Regions from separate parts of the Rattus norvegicus genome. Here region 2 is linked to region 1. Evidence: chromatin contacts called from public Hi-C data. All regions are on one chromosome and are shown on one strand. Each heading gives the region's core, a stretch centred on a gene start, on an enhancer-like site or on the middle of the called end of the contact. The rest is flanking DNA. Distances are from core to core; before and after follow the strand shown.

The links. A called contact is a pair of places that touch in the nucleus more often than the background predicts.
Region 2: a Hi-C map of liver shows a contact between it and region 1, with 7 times the contacts expected there. The contact joins two enhancer-like sites. A contact is called at or near these places in 8 of 12 Hi-C or Micro-C datasets (the A7r5 cell line, Schwann cells, hepatocytes and 5 more) and 1 of 1 datasets of contacts at active chromatin or transcription factors (oligodendrocytes).

What each region holds. Positions count from the first base shown.
Region 1 is chr17:49,304,708-49,307,590 of GRCr8, forward strand. Elmo1 (engulfment and cell motility 1) reads right to left here. Exons shown (of 22, transcript NM_001395578.1): 13 at 1,520-1,651. Among named protein-coding and RNA genes, the nearest start is that of Elmo1, 210 kb to the right of the region's middle. Within about 2 kb of position 1,399, at least 7 of the 93 cell types and tissues checked have an H3K27ac peak or open chromatin away from gene starts, as enhancers often do.
Region 2 is chr17:49,909,461-49,912,343 of GRCr8, forward strand. No RefSeq gene overlaps it. Among named protein-coding and RNA genes, the nearest start is that of Nme8, 23 kb to the right of the region's middle. Within about 2 kb of position 1,446, at least 12 of the 93 cell types and tissues checked have an H3K27ac peak or open chromatin away from gene starts, as enhancers often do.

The DNA of each region.
Region 1 (2,883 bases), core at 149-2,648:
TGAAAACCAAAGTGGGTCTGGATTTACCAATAATGCTCGGACAGAGAACATAGACCCTGAGGAAAATGATTCATCCTTGGCTTATGATGTAGGTACACAGGCTGCAACAAGAGGTTGATTCCTCATGCCTCCCACCACTTCACCTTCAGGGGAACTCAGCATCCCCTGGCCTCCAGGCTGCACTGTAGGCCCACCAAGGCCTTGGCAGATGGACAGTACACAGAAAGAGGCCTCGTTTGAGAGTCTGGGTAGAGAAGACCAGACAGTCCTGTGCTGCTTCCATGTCAAGTAGTGATGCCTTCTCTCCCAACCCAGAGTGAAACCATGGGAGGCAATGGTGGAAGGGGATGCTGTCCACCTTAACTGGCCCACATGTCTCAGCCAGCAACACTGCAAAGGTGGGGAGGTGGCATGAAAGACACAAAGACACATGAAAGTCTCACCAGTCAACTCAATTCATCTACAGTGTCAAATGGACAGGCAAAACCAAAGATGTAACACAGAGAAATAAATAGTGCCCAAAAGTGTTCCTAAGAAAGTTGCAAGGATGAATGTGTTATTAATAAATATTCTACTCAGAAAGACATTAACACCATAAAATCAATAGTTTGAACTTTTTTAAATTAAAGAGACATTATTACAAAGTTGAAAAATGGTCACTTTGATGTACTCTAGATAAAAAGCTAATTACTAGATGCTTATAACAAAGCAATTTCGCACAATCAAAACCCTATCTGAGGGTTTGTTTTGTTTTATTTGGAGAAAAATGTATCTTAAATAAAAACTATTGCCTAGTATTTTCTAACCTTCAAGCCAGCATACTATTTGTATCATTTATGTTGGAGGCCAAAATGGAAACCTAATTTGACAACTGCGGAATTTCAAGTTAGCTAAAGGTCATTCTCAGAACAGTGATGCTATCCCTAAGCAGGCAACAACCACGACAGCTGGTTAGATTCAACACATGTTGCATTCTGATTTGTAAAGTGTGTGTGTGTGTGTGTGTGTGTGTGTGTGTGTGTGTGTGTGTGTGTAAGGAACAACCCATTAACATCTGAAGCAAGATAAGATGTTTTAAGAAACATAAACTATATATAATCTCATGATGACTCAACTCCAGACTTCCAGCTTTCTTTAAATATGGAATCAATGCATCTGCATAATCCAATCACTAGCCCAATAATAAGAAGCCTCCTAGAACTGTCATCTTTCATTCCACTCAGGAGAACCATGGAGGCTTTTGAAGGAGGCTCAGGAAGGCTCGATGTGTTCCAGCCTAACTGCTCTCCATGACACTTAATCAGAACTGGATAAACAAGCGAAGGATTAGTCACACTTGTGCAACGTATTCCACTGCACCGCAGCCAGAAGAGATTTCCATGTGATCCTATTTAAACCAGCTAAACATCTGGAAATGTGGAAACCATTCTGTAAAGCACAAGAGGACCACACGTTCGATACGACTGAGGTCAGATGGGGAGGGTGGGAGGGGAGAGCATCCTGGAGACAGAGTACTTACAATGAAGCCAAGTTTTTTATAATCCCGAGTGTACATGGACTTGCGTTTCTCCATGCTGCCGCTGCTATTATTCGGTTCTGACTCTGCATCAAAAGCAATCCTTCGAAGTTCAAATATGATGTCCCTTTGGGCCTAAAGGCGTTAGAGGGGTGAAGAAAAGAGGCAAAAAGTAAGAAAGTTGCTTTCACTGTGTGTGACAGAAGACTCCCCCCTGACCTGTTGCCCAGAGTCTAAACCAGTCACTGCATTCAGGCGAAGCAGAAGAGAGAAGACAAGACGCGTCCTCAGTGAGAACCCAGACTCCTCTCTGCTCAGGCTCAGCATTAATCTATCCCTCAGTCAAGCCATTTGGAGCAATGATAAATATTATCTAGGACGGTCCTACATAAAAGCCTCAAATACAACAGAAGGACTGATGTTGGCGAAGGCTAAACGTGAGAGTGTTTGAGTAATATTCTGTTTGAAACAAATTAAGAGATGTTCACATGGCTCTTGGGCAATATTTTAACTATGAGAGATCTCTCACTCGACCGAGGCCTGACTTCATGGAAACAAGAACAAGATAAAAATAAAAGAGAGGGCCCAAAGGCAGAAACAATGGCAAGTGTTTTTCCAAGGTTGAGTGTGGTGTTGGGATGTTGTTAGCCTTAGCCAGGAGCAAATTATCAACATATTACCATAGGGAAGAACTTTACAAATTTGCAAAGAGAGTGTGTCTCCTAGAAATGTCAGGGACGCTGCGCCTATGAAGTACCACCAACAGGACTGCTTAAAGAACACCGGAACAAGGATGACACCAATGGACATGCTAATGTGGAGAAGGAGAAAGGTAACTAAGGATGCTAACAGAAAGAGAGATCATCTTCCCCTGGTTATCTAAGACCAAATGTCCAGCCCAGAAATCACATATGAGTGATATTATATGGACTGAACGGGTTGTATTTATGTATTTAGAAGTTCACATACAGATACTTATATACATATGTAACAACATCTAAAGAAAAAGAGGCCATGAATTTAAAACCAAGGAAGGTCAGTATATAGGAAGGGTGGGAGAGATGAAAGGAGGAGGGTAATAATGTAATTAAATATGCTACAATCTAAAATACAAAAAAATATAATAAAAAATTAAATAGGCCGAGTAGAACAGGTGAGATAGAAAAAGCCACAAATACATTTTTTACTCATCGAGGCCTCCTAGAAGAGCCAAATTAATAAAAACAAGAAGCAGAGGGGTAACTTATAAAGAGCCAGAAGGATGGGAGGAACGGGAAGGAGAGCAAATATGGTTTCAACGGGCACAGAAATTCAGTTTGGCAACACACAAAGAGGCATGGAGATAAATGCAGGGAAGTTATAACAAT
Region 2 (2,883 bases), core at 196-2,695, 600 kb after region 1:
CACAAACTTGAAAGTAAAACCCTGTTGTTGAAGATACCACATGTTTTGGACACAGAACTTGGAGGAATCAAACTAGTACTAACCTAGAGGCCTCTTTGCTGGGGACTGTTGTAGCAGTGGAAGGTGTTAATCAATTTGTTAAGGGGAAAATTTAATAAACAGCCATGACTAGCTGAAAAGTCTCTGAACCAGAATAAGGACCAGACCCAATTACATATTCTTAGAGGTGCAGAAATGGCACTTTATCTTGTGGGTAACCAACAGTTGTCTAATTGATCTTTAGTCCTGCTCAATAGGCAGAAACTCAGGTCTAAGACTACTCTAAACTTACTGTAGCCAAGAACCTGTGGTTGGAGAGATCAGAGATGCTAAGGCAGAACCTACTAACATTTCATAATTAATAATTAATGTTAATTATATCAATTACATTGTAAATACCAATAGCAAATTGTAGCTTTCACTCCTCACTAAAGAATTTTTTTTGCAATAAATGGGAGCTACCACAAAGATTCATAACTAATTAAAATACAGGAAATAAATGAGTAAAAGTTCTAACTGGTACATCTATAAAACAGGATGTACACCAAGGTTCAGAAAATATCAGGGATGGAAAGATTGCAAAAGCAGGAAGACTGCTGAAACCTAATGTCTTTTGAACAAGACAGAATGCTATATCCACAAAATTTCAATTTTACTATTTCAATTGTATCATTGCTTACACATGACATGTTAATTTGGATGTGTGGGGAATTCCACATTAGTCCCATTAATGGAGAGCTGTAGGCAGTCAATGACTGCCAAGGTAGAGAGAATTGGTTTTCTCCAGGATCGAAACCCTGGCAAGTTTCCTACCCCTACCTGGGAAACCCTAAACACATGTACATATGAGCAACATTAATTGGGCTCAGTCCACTATAGATTTTACACACACACACACACACACACACACACACACACACACACACACACACACTCCTCTTTTATATGTGTGTGTTTGCAAATATAGTAATTATAAAATGTCAAGAATCTAAGAGGAGTTCTTGAGGGGAACACAGAAGGACTTGGAGTGAGAAGGGAGATTATAGGAAGAAAAGCTGTGTGAAGCAGTAACCACAAGCCTCTGCTTTACCACGGGAGCATGATGAGCAGTTTCCATTTTCAAACTTCTTGGCTGAGCTCCAAAGCAGTTCTGTTTGGCCCAGGAGTCTCCTAAGCTTGTTTTTCAGAGTCATTAGCTTTTGACCTTCATCCCAAGGGCAGAATATCAGCCAGCCTCCCGATGAGTGTGCTCGAATATTTCTGATTTTGAGTCTTCTAATCATAAATGTTGCTCCTTTCCTCTGTGCACTATTTCTGTCCTCCCTCGCTGTGAGCAATAGGCTGGCCTCCATGCCTGTCTTCGGGGTTCTTTTGCAAGCTGGCGGCTTGTTGGATTTGACCACTGTGAGGAGGTGCCATCTAGTGGGAGGAAGAGGACTGGGAATTCTTCCCTTGGTCATTACAGTTGAGGTGCCGCTTACATCCCTTTAAGAAACTGCTTCTAAAAGGCAGCCTGGCTCTTCACTGTGTCTTATCATGTCTCTTCAGATCGGATGGTGCTAATCTCAGGATACATCATTTCCATTGATGATTTCCTTATTCACACATCTCTAGAAAGAGAATCATCCTCAAGCTCATCTAAATTACAATATTAATACAACCTATATTCTACTTTTTTTAAAGAAGCAAATTTGATTCCTACTTCTTTTAAAGAAGCAAATTCGAATTCTACAGAGCTTAAACCTCTGCCTTAAGACAGAAGGGATAGAGAAACAGCTGCCAGCTTCTCCATTTGTGCATGGTCTTCCATTTTTCCTGCACACAAAGCTTTGCAAATGCCACTACATGTAAACAAATAACAGGACTGGGGGAGGAGCTCAATTTTCTCTGGTTATGAACTCTTTTTTTTTTATTATTAACTTGAGTATTTCTTATATACATTTCGAGTGTTATTCCCTTTCCCGGTTTCTGGGCAAACATCCCCCTCCCCTCTCCCCATCTTTATGGGTGTTTCCCCTCCCCATCCTCCCCCCATTGCCGCCCTCCCCCACCAGTCTAGTTCACTGGGGGTTCAGTCTTAGCAGGACCCAGGGCTTCCCCTTCCACTGGTGCTCTTACTAGGATATTCACTGCTACCTATGAGGTCAGAGTCTAGGGTCAGTCCATGTATAGTCTTTAGGTAGTGGCTTAGTCCCTGGAAGCTCTGGTTGCTTGGCATTGTTGTACATAAGGGGTCTCGAGCCCCTTCAAGCTCTTCTAGTTCTTTCTCTGATTCCTTCAACGGGAGTCCTATTCTCAGTTCAGTGGTTTGCTGCTGGCATTCGCCTCTGTGTTTGCTGTATTCTGGCTGTGTCTCTCAGGAGCGATCTACATCCGGCTCCTGTCGGTCTGCACTTCTTTGCTTCATCCATCTTGTCTAATTGGATGGCTGTATATGTATGGGCCACATGTGGGGCAGGCTCTGAATGAGTGTTCCTTCTGTGTCTGTTTTAATCTTTGCCTCTCTATTCCCTGCCAAGGGTATTCTTGTTCCCCTTTTAAAGGAGTGAAGCATTCACATTTTGATCATCTGTCTTGAGTTTCATTTGTTCTAGGCATCTAGGGTAATTCAAGCATTTGGGCTAATAGCCACTTATCAATGAGTGCATACCGTGTGTGTTTTTCTGTGATTGGGTTATGAACTCTTGGTACTAGATAAAAGATAACATGGTCTTTTAAGCCTGCCTTCAAGAGACCCCACTTGCTTTTTCCCCTTTTCCCAGTACAGGACTATAATGCTTTAATTCTGGTGCAAACCCCAGAGCACTGAAGAATCTAACACGGAGTTCTGAGTTGTGTCCAATA